Linked DNA regions of Pan troglodytes: region 2 is linked to region 1. The links are chromatin contacts, called in public Hi-C maps. All regions are on one chromosome and are shown on one strand. The core of a region is the stretch at or near the end of the contact, and the rest is flanking DNA. Distances in the headings are between cores, read along the strand shown. Region 1 holds the start of SMIM29 (small integral membrane protein 29). Region 2 overlaps ILRUN (inflammation and lipid regulator with UBA-like and NBR1-like domains).

Region 1 (7,639 bases), core at 3,429-5,928:
GACTACAAAGTGCTGAGCCACTGAGCCCAGCTGCAAGTGTCTTTTTTTCATATAATGACTTCTTTTACTCTGGGTAGATACCCAGTAGTGGGATTGCTCAATCAAATGGTAGATCTACTTTTAGTTATTTAAGGAATATCCACACTGTTTTCCACAGTGGTCGTATAGTTTACATTCCCACCAGCAGCGTAAAAGTGTTCCCTTTTCACCACATCCATGCCAATATCTATTGTGTTTCTTTTTTTTTTTTTTTTTTTTTTGAGGCAGAGTCAGTCTCACTCTGTCGCCCAGGCTGGAGTGCAGTGGCACGATCTCAGTTCACTGCAACCTCCACCTCCCAGGTTCAAGTGATTCTCCTGCCTCAGCCTCCCAAGTAGCTGGGATTACAGGGGCATGCCACCACACCCGGCTAATTTTTTGTATTTTTAGTAGAGACGGGGTTTCATTGGGTTAGCCAGGGTGGTTTCGATCTCCTGACCTCATGATCTGCTCGCCTTGGCCTCCCAAAGTGCTGGGATTACAGACATGAGCCACCATGCCCAGCCTACTTTTTGATTTTTAAAATTATGGCCATCTTGCAGGAGTAAGGTGGTATCCCATTGTGGTTTTGATTTGCATTTCCCTGATCATTAATGATGTTGAGCATTTTTTCATGTTTGTTGGCCACTTGCATATCTTTTTCTTGAGAATTGTCTATTCATTCCTTAGCCTACTTTTTGATGAGATTGTTTGGTTTTTTCTCGCTGATTTGTTTCAGTTCCTTGTAGAATCTGGATATTAGTCCTTTGTTAGATGTATAGATTGTGAAGATTTTCTCCCATTCTGTGGGTTGTCTGTTTGCTGATTATTTCTTTTGCTGTGCAGAAGCTGTTTAGTTTAATTAATCCCATCTATTTATCTTTGCTTTTGTTGAATCTGCTTTTGGGTTCTTGGTCATGAAGTCTTTGCCTAAGCCAATGTCTAGAGGGGATTTTCTGATGTTATCTTCTAGAATTTTTATGGTTTTAGGTCTTAGATTTACATCTTTGATCCAGCTTGAGTTGATTTTTGTATAAGGTGAGAGATGAGGATCCAGTTTCATACTCCTACATGTGGCTTGCCAATTATCCCAGCACCATTTGTTGAATAGGGTGTGCTTTCCCCACTTTATGTTTTTGTTTGCTTTGTCAAAGATCATATCAGTGACAGTATGACTTCCTTATTCCTGGTGTGCTGATTTTTCAGTCATAAAAGGGTGTTGATTTGTCAAATGCATTTTTTTGCATCCATTGAGATGATCATGGCTGGCACAGTGACCCATGCATGTAATTCCAGCACTTTGGGAAGCCAAGGCTGGCGGATTGCTTGAGCCCGAGTTCAAGACCAGCCTGGGCAACATAATGAGTGCCCCCCCATCTCTACAAAACATTAAAAAAAAAAAGTTAGCTGGGCATGGTGGCATGCACTTGTAGTCTCAGCTACGTGGGAGGTGACAGTATGACTTCCTCTTTACCGATTTGGATGCTCTTTCTTTCTCTTGTCGGATCATATTTTCATTTGGTACAATTACCTTTCTGCCTGAAGAATTTCCTTTAACAGTTCTTGTAGTGCAGGTCTACTGGTGATGATTCCTTTCAGTTTTGTATGTCTGAAAACATCGTTTTCAAAAATTTTTTAATTTTATGTTTTAATTTTTATCTATTTATTTATTTTGAGACCAGGTTATGAGACTGGCTAATGTTTGTATTTCTGGTAGAAACAGGCTTTGACCATGCTGCCCAGGCTGGTTTCAAACTCCTGGGCTCAAGTGATCCACCCGCCTCGGCTTCCCAAAGTGCTGGAATTACAGGCGTGAGTCACCACGCCTGGCCTGAAAACATCTTTATTTCTTGTTTTTGACAGATTTTTTTCCCCCCAATATTCTAGATCGAGAGTTTTTTCTTTAAGTAGTTAAAAGATGTTAGCCAGGCGCGGTGGCTCACGCCTGTAATCCCAGCACTTTTCAAGGCCGAGGCGGGCGGATCACGAGATCAGAGGATCGAGACCATCCTGGCTAACACGGTGAAACCCTGTCTCTACTAAAAATACAAAAAATTAGCAGGGCGTGGTAGTGGGTGCCTGTAGTCCCAGCTACTCGGGAGCCTGAGGCAGGAGAATGGCGGGAACCCTGGAGGCGGAGCTTGCAGTGAGCCGAGATTGCGCCACTGCACTCCAGCCTGGGCGACAGAGCGAGACTCTGTCTCAAAAAAATAAAATAAAATAAAATAAAAATAAATAAAAAAATAAAAGATGTTGCTCCACCATCTTTTCACCTGGATTGTTTCAAGTGAAATCTTATGCCATTCTTAACTTTGTTCCTCTGTGTGTAACATCTTTACCACTGGCTTTGAGCAATTTGATTACGATGTGCTTTGGCACAGTTTCTTCATGTTGCTTGTGCTTGGGCTTATTGTGCTTCCTGGGTCTGTAGGTTTATAGCCATCTTTAAGTTTGGAAAGTTTTTTGTTGTTGCTGTTTTGTTTTTTGAGACGGGAGTTTTGCTCTTGTTGCCCAGGCTGGAGTACAATGGCACAGTCTCAGCTCACTGCAACCTCTGCCTCCCGGGTTCAAGCGATCCTCCTACCTCAGCCTCCCAAGTAGCTGGGATTACAGGCATGTGCCAACACGCCTGGCAAATTTTTGTATTTTTAGTAGAGATGGGGTTTCTTCATGTTGGCCGGCTGGTCTCAAACTCCTGACCTCAGGTGATACACCTGCCTCGGCCTCCCAAAGTGCTGGGATTACAGGAGTGAGCCACTGCGCCTGGCCCAAGTTTGGAAAGCTTTTGGTCATGGTTTCTTCAAATATTTTTCTGTCCTTTCTTTCTTCTCCTTTTGGACCTCTAATTATCCATATATTAGGCCACTTACGGTTATCCTGCAACTCACTGATCCTATTTTCATTTTTCTTTTTTTTTTGGATTTTTTTATCTTTGGGTTTTATTTTAGGTAGTTTCTATTGCTATGCCCTCAAGTTCACTTGTCTTTTCTTCTGTAATATCTAACCTGCCATTAATCCTATCCAGTGTGATTAATCCTGTCCAGTATGATTTTTTTAATCTGATATTGTAGTTTTCATCTCTAGAAGATCACTGGGATATTTTTCATACATTCCTTGTCTTAAGTGCTGGGATTACAAGTGTGAGCCACAGCACCCAGCCAGGGTCCTTTTTTTTTTTTAATATTTGAGACAGAGTTTCACTCTTGTCACCAGACTGGAGTGCAATGGCATGATCTCGGCTCACTGCAACCTCTGCCTCCTGGGTTCAAGTGATTCTCCTGCCTCAGTCTCCTGAGTAGCTAGAATTACAAGCTCCTGCCACCACGCCCAGCTAATTTTTGTATTTTTAGTAGAGATGGGGGTTTCACCTCTTTGGCCAGGCTGGTCTCGAACTCCTGACATCAGGTGATCCACCACCTCGGCCTCCCAAAGTGCTAGGATTACAGGCATGAGCCACCACACCTGGCCACCAGGTTCCATTTTTTAATGGATGTCAGATATTATAAAAACTGGATATTTTTGCCTTCCTATAAATCTTCTTGAGCTTCATTCTAAAAGTTAACTGAAAATAGTTCAATCCTTTCAGGTCTTGCTTTTATGGTTTGTTCAGTGGATCCAGAGCTGGAGGACACGAGGATGAGTGAGGCATTAGCTGAAGTGGGCAGACAAGTCCAGGCACTAACCACAGCAGCATGGATCAGGAGGCAGTCAAAACTCGAGCATGGTAGCACAATGTAGTCTCAACCCCACCCTAGCCTCCCGCTTCCTGAAACGGTAGCTGCATGAAGAGGGAAGGCAGAGCTGCAGTTTTCCCGGCTATACTTGGAGGTACTCTCATCAGATATGAAGCCTGAACACAGCAAGACACCAGGCCTCAAATGTAGCTCTGGGGCAGCTGTCAGCAGAGAGCTGTCCAAGAAGAGAGGCCCACCTGTCATCTCATCCCACCCTGCCCTTAATGATCAGGCCAAGGGCCCTGAGAAGTCATCTCATTGCTTGAGCATCAATTAACTCATCTGCAAATTGCGATTGCTCCACTTGCCCTGCCTAGCTCACAAGGGTGTTCTCTCTTAGGAGAAAAGAAAGTAAAATCCGGCTAGGCCCAGTGGCTCACGCCTGTAATCCCAGCACTTTAGGAGGCTGAGGCAGGTGGATCACCTGAGGTCAGGTGTTAAGAGACCATCATGGCGAACATGTTGAAACCCCCTCTCTACTAAAAATACAAAAATTAGCCAGGCATGGTGGTGCACACCTGTAGTCCCAGCTACTCGGGAGGCTGAGGCAAGAGAATAGCTTGAACCAGGGAGGCAGAGATTGCAGTGAGCTGAGATCGTGCCACTGCACTCCAGCCTGGACGACAGAGACCGACTCCATCTCAAAAAAAAAGTAATAATAATAATCCTCACACAGCTTGTTTTACAGACGTTAAGACAGGCGCAGAGAGGGTGGGCGTGCCAGGGCCCTCGGTAGCCCAGACCTGCCGTACTCTACCAGCCGAGCACAGCCCGAAGGCCAGGGAACAAACACAGACGGAGGCCGAGTGGGCCCGGAGCAGGGTCTTGCCGCGAAGGGCCTGGGCTCAACGTTAGAGCGCGGCGCGACCCTATTCTGGCTGCAACGAGAGGGGTGAATGAAGTGGGCGCCGGGGACCTCCCAGAATCGGAGCTCCAGGCGCGGGCGGGCCAGGGGCCGCCGGAAAACTGCGCGCGCCCCGCCCTACCCCGTCCGGCCCCGCGTCGCGTTCTCCTCCCCCCACTACGCAGCCCTCGGCTGCCCCCTGCCGCCGCCGGGCGGACCCTGCAAGCCCCGCTGTCCCCGCCTTCGCACCGCCCACCCCCGCCTCCGGATTGGCGGCTCCAGAAATCTCCAGGCCACCGGCTTTCTGCTACCGGATTGGCTGCGCCCGGGTGCTGAGGCCCGGCCCATTTCCCCGGGTCCTTTGATCACGCGCCTGACGGCTTTTCCGGGGCCCGGGAGCCAACCGAGGGCGTTCCTGTCGGGGCTGCAGCGGCGGGAGGTAAGGCATGGCCAGGCCGGCTGGGCTGCAGAGCGCCGGCACGGGTCCACGCCTCGGGTGACGGGCTTCCAGGATGTTCGGGCGCGGGGCGGCCCATCCGCATCCCCCAACACCCCCACCTCCGGCCTGAGCCTCCCAGCGCCGTGGGAACCACCTCCTGTCCGCTGTTGCTGGCCCGCATCCTAGCAGCGGCCTGACGCCCTCCCCACCCTGGCATGCCCCCTTGACCTGGGACGATGAGCATACGACTGGGTAAGGGCAAGCTCGATGCCCCGTGCCCTACGGACACGGGGGTAGGTCGTTCATACCTTGCCCTCTGATACAGACTCAAGCGAACCTGGGTCGCGGACCTTGGGCCATCAGCGTGCAAACTGCCCCAGGACGATCTCTTTGCTTCTGTCGATGGGGACTGACCCTCTCCACCTCTGCCTGTCAGCTCAGGCCAGGAGGGGAGGGACCTGGGCGGAGCCCCGGGTGGAGACAAGAGGAAGCTGACATCATCTTGAAGATACAATCCAGCTTTACCCACTCGTGTCCACCCTGGCACACGAGACAGATGGGGGAGAGGGTGTTTGGGCTGTATGTCTGAGGTGACACCAGGGACAAGGGCATAGAACTCAGGCATGGAGCCCATCGCTTGAAGTGGAATTGGACCAGGATGGAAGCGGGCTCTTTCAGATGCTCCCATCTCACCCCTGGCTGCAGTGCAGGTCCTTCCTTTAGACCTCATTTATCCATTTTGCTCCACTGGACAGGTGCTGGCAGCCCAGTGCCCCAAAAGGGCTGGGGCAGGCACCTGAAACCTGCACTTAATCTTTCCCCAGAAGCTGAGACTTGTAAATATTTGGCCAGCATCTGAGCTGGGCCCCACCCTGATTTAGGGATAGGAGTTGGGCAAGACTCAGCCCTGGATCCAGGCCTTCCCTTGATCCCCTTTCCTGCCAGGATTTGCCAAGACTCACTGGAGGGTCACACCCAGTACATCTACCTGGAGGATCCCTCCTCCCAGGATTTGACCTGGGACCAGTTTTCATAGATCTTCAGCTCTGGGGGAGGGATCCAGAGTCTGGATGTCACCTGGGTGCAACTGATAACCTCCCTTCCTCCTCCCCAGGGAGCCCAGTGGAGGCGCCCTCCCGAAGCGCCACTGCCCATGCTGACCACCCAGCCCTCCGGCTGCTGATGTCATGAGTAACACCACTGTGCCCAATGCCCCCCAGGCCAACAGCGACTCCATGGTGGGCTATGTGTTGGGGCCCTTCTTCCTCATCACCCTGGTCGGGGTGGTGGTGGCTGTGGTAAGGAGCCCTCATATACACACACAGACACCCACAGCTTTGCTAAGGCAGGGGCTGGGTGGGCCTGGTCCAGTCTGCAGAGTCCCCACTGTCCTGTTAAGGGAGTGAAGGGTGTGGAGGTGGGCCTCTCTCTGCCTGTGGGCCTTCCTGGGCTCAGCAGCCCCCACAGTGCTGTGTCTCTGTTGCAGGTAATGTATGTACAGAAGAAAAAGCGGTGAGTGTCCCTGTCCCCCACCCGCCCTAACCCCACACCCGTTCTGAAATTCCTGCTCATAGGCTCTGACTTTTCTGTAAGATGTCCCTCAGCCATCCTGATACAAGCCTGTAATTTGTTTTCCCTGCCCCAGCCTCAGGTTACTCACTGGGGAAAGCCCCTTTGTAGAACCAGGGTTGTATTCTTGGAGGTATAGTGTGTCCCAAAAGGCACCCACTGGAATTGCCCCTGCCTGGGAAAGGGAGGAGAGACGGGGCAGCCAGGTGTTTGATGAGGGTTGGGGGGACCTCCTAGCTGAGTCCCCTCCCCTGCTCCCCAGGGTGGACCGGCTGCGCCATCACCTGCTCCCCATGTACAGCTATGACCCAGCTGAGGAACTGCATGAGGCTGAGCAGGAGCTGCTCTCTGACATGGGAGACCCCAAGGTGAGCACTTGGGGGCCAGGGGGAGAATGAGGCAAGGTGGGGGTCAGCCCTGTTCCCAGCCATACTCGTCCACACTGAAACCAGAGCCTGGTTCTGCTTTCTTGGGCTGTAACTGGGTGCTGCAGACTCCCAGGGAACACAGCCCAGCCTTGTGGTGTGGTCTCCTCCCCGACAGGTGGTACATGGCTGGCAGAGTGGCTACCAGCACAAGCGGATGCCGCTGCTGGATGTCAAGACGTGACCTGACCCCCTTGCCCCACCCTTCAGAGCCTGGGGTCCTGCCATCTGCTTCCCCTGCTGTCACCTGGCTCCCCCTGCTGGGTGCTGGGTCTCCATTTCTCCCTCCACCCACCCTCAGCAGCATCTGCTTCCCATGCCCTCACCATCACCTCACTGCCCCCAGGCCTTCTGCCCTTTGTGGGTGTTGAGCTCACCGCCCACCCACAGGCACTCATGGGAAGAGGCTTTCCTTCTGGGATGGGGGCGGCTGGTAGACACCTTTGCTTTCTCTAGCCCTCCTGGGCTTGGCTTGGGCATAAATCCCCAGGCAGGCTTTGGAGTTGTTTCCATGGTGATGGGGCCAGATGTATAGTATTCAGTATATATTTTGTAAATAAAATGTTTTGTGGCTAGGGGTTTTGATTTCATCAAGAGGCTTAAAATGACC
Region 2 (6,792 bases), core at 2,374-4,873, 360 kb before region 1:
TCTGACCATAATCTGTGATGTCTTTGTATGTCAGTATGAATCGTTGAGATTATGGATGTGAGCTCCAACTTAAACATTTTTCTTTTATTCTCTTACACTTATTTTAAAAATTTGTTTGATTGGCTTTGGTTTTGTTGTTGTTGTTGTTGTTGTTGTTTTTGAGACAGGGTCTCACTCTGTCACCCAGGCCAGAGTGCAGTGATGCTATCTCGGCTCACTGCAACCTCCACCTCCTCTTAGGTTCCAGTGATTCTCATGCCTCAGCATGCTAGGTAGCTGAGACTACAGGTGCACACCACCACATGTAACTAATTTTTGTTTGTTTTTTTTTTTTCCTTGAGACGGAGTCTTGCACTGTCGCCCTGGCTGGAGTGCAGTGGCGCAATCTCGGCTCACTGCAAGCTCCGCCTCCCGGGTTCACGCCATTCTCCTGCCTCAGCCTCCTGAGTAGCTGGGACTACAGGCGCCCACCACCATGCCCGGCTAATTTTTTTGTATTTTTAGTAGAGATGGGGTTTCACCGTGTTAGCCAGGATGGTCTTGATCTCCTGACCTCATGATCTGCCCGCCTTGGCCTCCCAAAATGCTGGGATTGCAGGCGTGAGCCACTGCACCCAGCCAAATTTTTGTATTTTTAGTAGGGATGGGGTTTCACCATGTTGCCCAGGCTGATCTGGAACTCCTGACCTTAAGTGATCCACCTGCTTTGGCCTCCCAAAGTGCTGGCATTACAGGCATGAGCTGCTGTACCTGGCCTCTTTTATACTTATCGTCCAAGATTAAGAAATAGGAAAGCTATGTTTTCTCTTTAGTAATTTATGATGTATTTCTACAAAAGGAAGTTTATACTATAATAATGAGGTTTTGTCATCTGTAAAGGGACAAGTTGAATGAGATAACATTTACAGTACTTTCTAGCTCTAATGTTCTGTCTCTGGTGCTTTTTATTTTTATTATTATTATTTTTTGAGACAGGGTCTCACTGTTGCCCAGGCTGAAGCACAGTGGTACAGCCTCGACCTCCTAGGCTCAGGCTATCCTCCCACCTCAGCCTCCCAAGTAGCTGGGTCTACAAGCATGTGCCACCATGCCTGGCTAATTTTTGTATTTTTTGTGGAAACAGTGTTTCACCGTGTTGCCTAGGCTGGTGTTGCCATAGGCTGGTCACAAACTCCTGAGCTCAAGCAGTCTGCTCACGTTGGCTTTCCAAAGTGCTGGGATTACAGATGTGAGTGGCTGTGACTGGCCTCAGGTGCTTTAAAAGAAAATCTCCTTAAGGCCAGACATTTTAAAATCAGGGTCTCCATTTGCTTACTAAGTCCTCATTGTGTTCTCATGGCACATGATTCTACCTCCTTGGCTACTTCTCTGGGACATTTGGTGGTCCATTCTTCCTGTTGGTGCCAAAGATCATATGTCTGTGGGTAAAGATACTATGGCTTGGGAAATGGGACTGACTTAACCATAGCTTTAGTTCCCTGGGTATTTGGGTTCCCACGTTCCTGTTAGGTGTGAGTTTTTAAAGCTATACTAAAAGCTGGGTGTTCTCAGTCTGCTTTAACTTAAATTATGACCTTGAGCTCATCACTTTTACCTCTAGACTTCAGATTTTTTAAATCTAGAAAATGAAGCAGTTTCATTGGATGATCTCTTCCACTTGTGGTTTTATTATAACAGATGGTAAAGTATCTGGCTAGCAGCTAGTTCTTATCTCAGTAGTCAAGGCATTCTGGTAAGAATTGGGAATGGTCATTGTCTATGAAACAAGCTTATTAGGCCATCTTTACCTTTTCTTTACTTTTTCATTTGTTTGATTAAAAATAATACAGTAGGCAGGGGGTGAACGCATTCTGGAATATAAGGTCTAGAAGTGGTACAAGATGATTGAGATTGTACCACGTAGAAGTTGTATTTTGCTGTTCATGATGACCCATTGCAGCAGTAACTTAGGAGGGTCAGAACTGATATTTATTGTTGGTGTTTATAAATCAGTGGCTTCTCAAATGACTTTCCTTTTATAGCTACTATGTAGAATCTATGTACAGAGCTGAGCAATAGCCAACGCAAAGAGATGGGGAGGTGGCTTAAGTATGATAAGTTCTGGTGAGTCATACTAAAGACATTTTTGGCCAGTGCAGTGGCTTATGCCTGTAATCCCAATACTTGGAGAGGCTGAACCAGGAGGATCGCTTGAGCCCAGGAGTTTGCCAACCTGGGCAACATAGTGAGACCTCATCTCTACTAAAAATTTAATTAACAAAAAAAAAAGGACATCAAAAAGAAAGAAAGAAAGGAAAGGAGAGGGAAGGAGAGGGGGAGGGGGAGGGGGAAAGAAGTCTCACTGTGTTGCCCAGAATGGTCTCAAACTCCTGGGCTCAAGTGATCCTCGTTCCTCAACCACCCAGAGTGCTGGAATTACAGGTGCTAGCCACTGCACCCAGCCTAAAGATGCTTTAGTTCTAAAGGGAGAAAAGGGGTGGTGGTAGGTCATTAGTCTTATTTATGGATAACAGCTTTCAGAATAGCTTTTTCATAAGCGTTTAGCTTCCTGAGCTAAGAATGAAGCATATGACTGTAGCTTAGTAGCTGTGTGCCAAATCTATCATGTACTTACAAAAGAATTTATTTTTAAAACAGATGGGTGGTAGACAAGGAGGAGTAAAAGTACAGGTTGAGTATCCCTTATCTGAAATGCTTGAGACCAGAAGTGTTTCAGATTTTAGATTTTTTTGGATTTTTGAATATTTGCATTATATCAGTTCATCATCCCTAATCCAAAAATTCAAAATCTGAAATGATTCAATGAGCTTTTCTTTTGAGTGTCAGATTGGTGGTCAAAAAGTTTTGGATTTTCAAATTAGGAATACTCAGCCTGTATTGTAAGACAGGGCTTATCTGTTTGGGAAAAACAAATAGTAGAGTGAAGGAATGCTGTCTTGTGTTAGAAAGCTAGGATAGGAGAGCATGGAATGATTCTCCCTCAGGCTGCCTGCTATTGGATTGTCCCACTTCATTGGATTGATTTATGAGATTGAGCTTTGAACACAGGTCCTCTGACCCACTATTCCTGGCACTGTCCCAGATTTTCAAGGGAAGTGGCACACTACATGTGCGGTGTTAAGTCAAGAGGTTTAACTTTTATGTTGCTAGTTTACATGGGGATTTATATTTTCTTTTCTTTTTTTTCTTTTTCTTTTTCTTTTTTTTTTTTGAGACGGAGTCTTGCTCAGTTGCCCAGGCTGGAGTGCAGTGGCGTGATTTCAGCTCACTGCAAGCTCTGCCTCCTGGGTTCATGCCATTCTCCTGCCTCAGCCTCTTGAGTGGCTGGGACTATAGGAGCCCGCCACCATGCCTAGCTAATTTTTTTTTGTATTTTTAGTAGAGACGGGGTTTCACCCTGTTAGCCAGGATGGTCTCGATCTCCTGACCTCGTGATCCACCTGCCTCGGCCTCCCAAAGTGCTGGGATTACAGGCATGAGCCACCACGCCCGGCCATATTTTCTTTGATGATAAGTGTATCTGGAATGAATGTACATTCCTGTGAGTCATACTAGTGCTGCTGCTGGTGGCTTTAATTTCCTCTTCTTAGAGGAGAAAGAAATTGCTAATTCCAGGAGTGAACAGCAGATGTCACTGCATCTCCACTTACTAGGGCCTGACTCTTAGCTGTTTGGATACAACCAGTTCTTAATACAGCTCCCAAACCTCTTAAGTTTTTATGGTTGTATGATACTTTAAGATTCCCTTTTTTTTTTTTTTTTTTTTTGAGATAGGCTCTCACTCTGTCATCCAGGCTGGCTGTTTGGATACAACCAGTTCTTAATACAGCTTCCAAACCTCTAAGTTTTTATGGTTGTATGATACTTTAAGATTCCACCCCACCTTTTTTTTTTTTGAGATAGGCTCTTACTCTGTCATCCAGGCTGGAGTGCAGGGGCACGATCTCAGCTCACTACAACCTCCGCCTCCCAGGATCAAGCAATTCTCCCATCTCAGCCTCCCAAGTAGCCAGGACTACAGGCGTGCACCACCACATCCAGCTAATTTTTGTATTTTTAGTAGAGACAGGGTTTTGCCATGTTGGCCAGGCTAGTCTCGAACTCCTGACCTCAAGTGATCCACCCATCTCGGCCTCCCAAAGTGTTGGGATTACAGGCATGAGCCACCGTGCCCAGCCAGGCTGCCTTCTTTTGATATACAGCCCAAATTAAAAATTTAGAATAAACACAGCCTGAGAGAGTTTTCCTTAGTTTCCTTCACTGCTTGTTTTTAGTGTTTGTTCTAGGATTATATTATCTCTATTTCTAGGTAGCTAACTGATGGAATGCATTTGCCTTTTTCTATCAACCTTTCAACAGTTATTTAGGAGCCTAGACAGTTCTTCGTATTTGTGTTCAGTACGGTTCACACAGTTAAAAGCTTCTTGGCCTTTCTGTATTTTGCTTTTTGAAAACCTTCCAACAGGAATGTACGTGTCACTGTTCTCTGGAGTGAGGTGCTGAACATCAAAGGTTCAGGAACCGCTACTTTCTTTTTTTATTTGAACCCTTAGCTTTGGCACTTGAGCAAATCAAGAGCTGAACTATGACCAAATGTCCTATGGTACATCTATTTAAAAATACATTTATGGTTTAATTGTGGATAGGTGGTAGAGTTTCCCTCTATAGTCTTGTACTGCATAATGATGTTTTGGTCAGTGATGGTGGTCCCATAAAGTTATAATGGAGCTGAAAAATTCCTGTTACCTAGTGACACTGTAGCTTCCATAACATTGTAGTTTGTTTTTTAATGAATTTGGTGTAACTTAACTGCACAGTGTTTATGAAGTCTACATAGTGTTTAGTAATGTCCACATTCACTCACTGACTCACCCAGATCAACTTCCAGGCTTGAAAGCTCCATAGTAAGTTCCCTTGGCAGGTATATCATTTTTTATCTTTCATATAATATATTTTACTATTCTATGTTTAGCTATTTTTTTAAATTTTTTAATTTTTTTTTTGAGATGGAGTCTTGCTGTGTCAACTAGGCTAGAGTGCAGTGGCACAATCTCGGCTTCACCTCCCAGGCTCAAGCAATTCTCCTGCCTCAGCCTCCTGAGTAGCTGGGATTATAGGCACCCGCCACTATGCCCAGCTAGTTTTTTAATTTTCAGTAGAGACGGGGTTTCACTATGTTGGCCAGGCTGGTCTCGAACTTCTGACCTCAAGTGATCTTCCTGCCTCAGCCTCCCAGAGTGTTGGGATTACAGGCATGAGCCACCACCCACGGCTGTAATTTTTTTTTTTTTTTAAAAACAGGGTGGTGCTGTGTTGCCTGAGCTGGAGTGCATTGGTGTAATCACAGCTCACTGCAGCCTCTACCTCCTGGGCTCAAGCGATCCTCCCACCTCTGTCCCCCAAGTAGCTGGGACTACAGGCGAGCACCACCACGGCCAGCTAATTTTTAAGTTTTTGGTAGAGACAGAGTCTCCCTGTGTCACCCAGGATGGTCTCAAACTCCTGGTCTGAAGTGATCCTCTTGCCTAGACCTCCCAGAATGCCCAGGATTACAGACATGAAATCTGGCCTGGCCTTAGATACGTTTAGATACACATATACTTACTGTTGTATTACAGTTGCCTACAGTATTCAATAAAGTAACAGTACAGTAACATGCTATAGAGATTTGTAGCCTAAGAGCAATAGGCTATACCATATAGCCTAGGTGTGTAGTAGGCTCTACTATCTAGGTTTGTACACTCTATGATGTTCACACAGTGATAAATTGCCTAATGATACATTTCTCAGAACATATCTTCTTCATTAAGCAATGCATGACTGTATGACAGAAAAGCAAAGCAGGTGTTAAATTGGGTATTTTAGAAAGTCTGAGGCATGCCAAATTCTTGGTGTCTTTTGGTCAAATAGATTGAGAAGATAGCCAGGGTGATAGTATCTTCCATTTTGTCTAGATAAATGCTGGTCCTGGCGTAATTATTAATAGGTCCCTCTTTCACTCTCATTTGTCCTAGTTTGGACAACATATGGTCATTCTAAATTGCCCCCAAAGGGAAGAGCGTTGATAAAGTTGTAATTCTCGTAATTGTAAAATACATGTAAAATAAAGTGAAAAACCACAAAGAGATACCAATTCTAGGAAGAGTAACTTTTGATTTCTATCTATTGATCGTTCTCTGGAATAATGATTTCCAAAGATGACGGTGCATTGGCATCAACTGGTAAGCTTTTTATAAATAGAGTTTCATGGATCTCACCACAGACCTCTGCTGAATTTATACTAGAATTTGAATTTGACATTACCAAAAATGTAGCTATGCATGCAATGCAAATGTACCAGGCAGCTTTGTTAGCAAGCTTTTAAAACTAGCATATAGAAGAATGTTTCATTCTGTGGTTTGGATAATGTTTGGGGTTTTTGGTGGTGGCTATCTTGGGCCTTTAAGGGTAAGCCTGGCATTGAAATGAGTTACCTTTTTGTTTCAGATGTCATCTGGGTGATTCTCAGTGTGGAGGTGGGTGGACTTTTAGGAGTAACGCAGCAGCTGTCATCTTTTGAAACGGAGTTCAACACACAGCCGCATCGTAAGGTAGAAGGAAACTTCAACCCTTTTGCCTCTCCCCAAAAGAACCGACAATCAGATGAAAACAACTTAAAAGACCCTGGGGGCTCCGAGTTCGACTCGATCAGCAAAAACACATGGGCTCCTGCTCCTGACACATGGGCTCCTGCTCCTGACCAAACTGAGCAAGACCAGAATAGACTGTCACAGAACTCTGTAAATCTGTCTC

The links. A called contact is a pair of places that touch in the nucleus more often than the background predicts.
Region 2: a contact with region 1 is called in a Hi-C map of stem cell-derived neural progenitor cells, with 2.6 times the contacts expected there. The contact joins the enhancer-like site here to the promoter of SMIM29 in region 1. A contact is called at or near these places in 2 of 7 Hi-C or Micro-C datasets (blood and stem cell-derived neural progenitor cells) and 1 of 1 datasets of contacts at active chromatin or transcription factors (stem cell-derived excitatory neurons).

What each region holds. Positions count from the first base shown.
Region 1 is chr5:40,124,072-40,131,710 of NHGRI_mPanTro3-v2.0_pri, reverse strand. SMIM29 (small integral membrane protein 29) reads left to right here and starts at 4,678. Exons shown (of 5, transcript XM_054685711.1): 1 at 4,678-5,035; 2 at 6,150-6,273; 3 at 6,522-6,547; 4 at 6,867-6,972; 5 at 7,148-7,604. The coding sequence starts at 6,223. The coding sequence ends at 7,213.
Region 2 is chr5:40,480,887-40,487,678 of NHGRI_mPanTro3-v2.0_pri, reverse strand. ILRUN (inflammation and lipid regulator with UBA-like and NBR1-like domains) reads left to right here. Exons shown (of 5, transcript XM_016955277.4): 4 at 6,487-6,792. Among named protein-coding and RNA genes, the nearest start is that of SPDEF, 64 kb to the right of the region's middle. Within about 2 kb of position 3,623, at least 3 of the 24 cell types and tissues checked have an H3K27ac peak or open chromatin away from gene starts, as enhancers often do. A contact at or near this core is called in stem cell-derived neural progenitor cells, where this site is marked.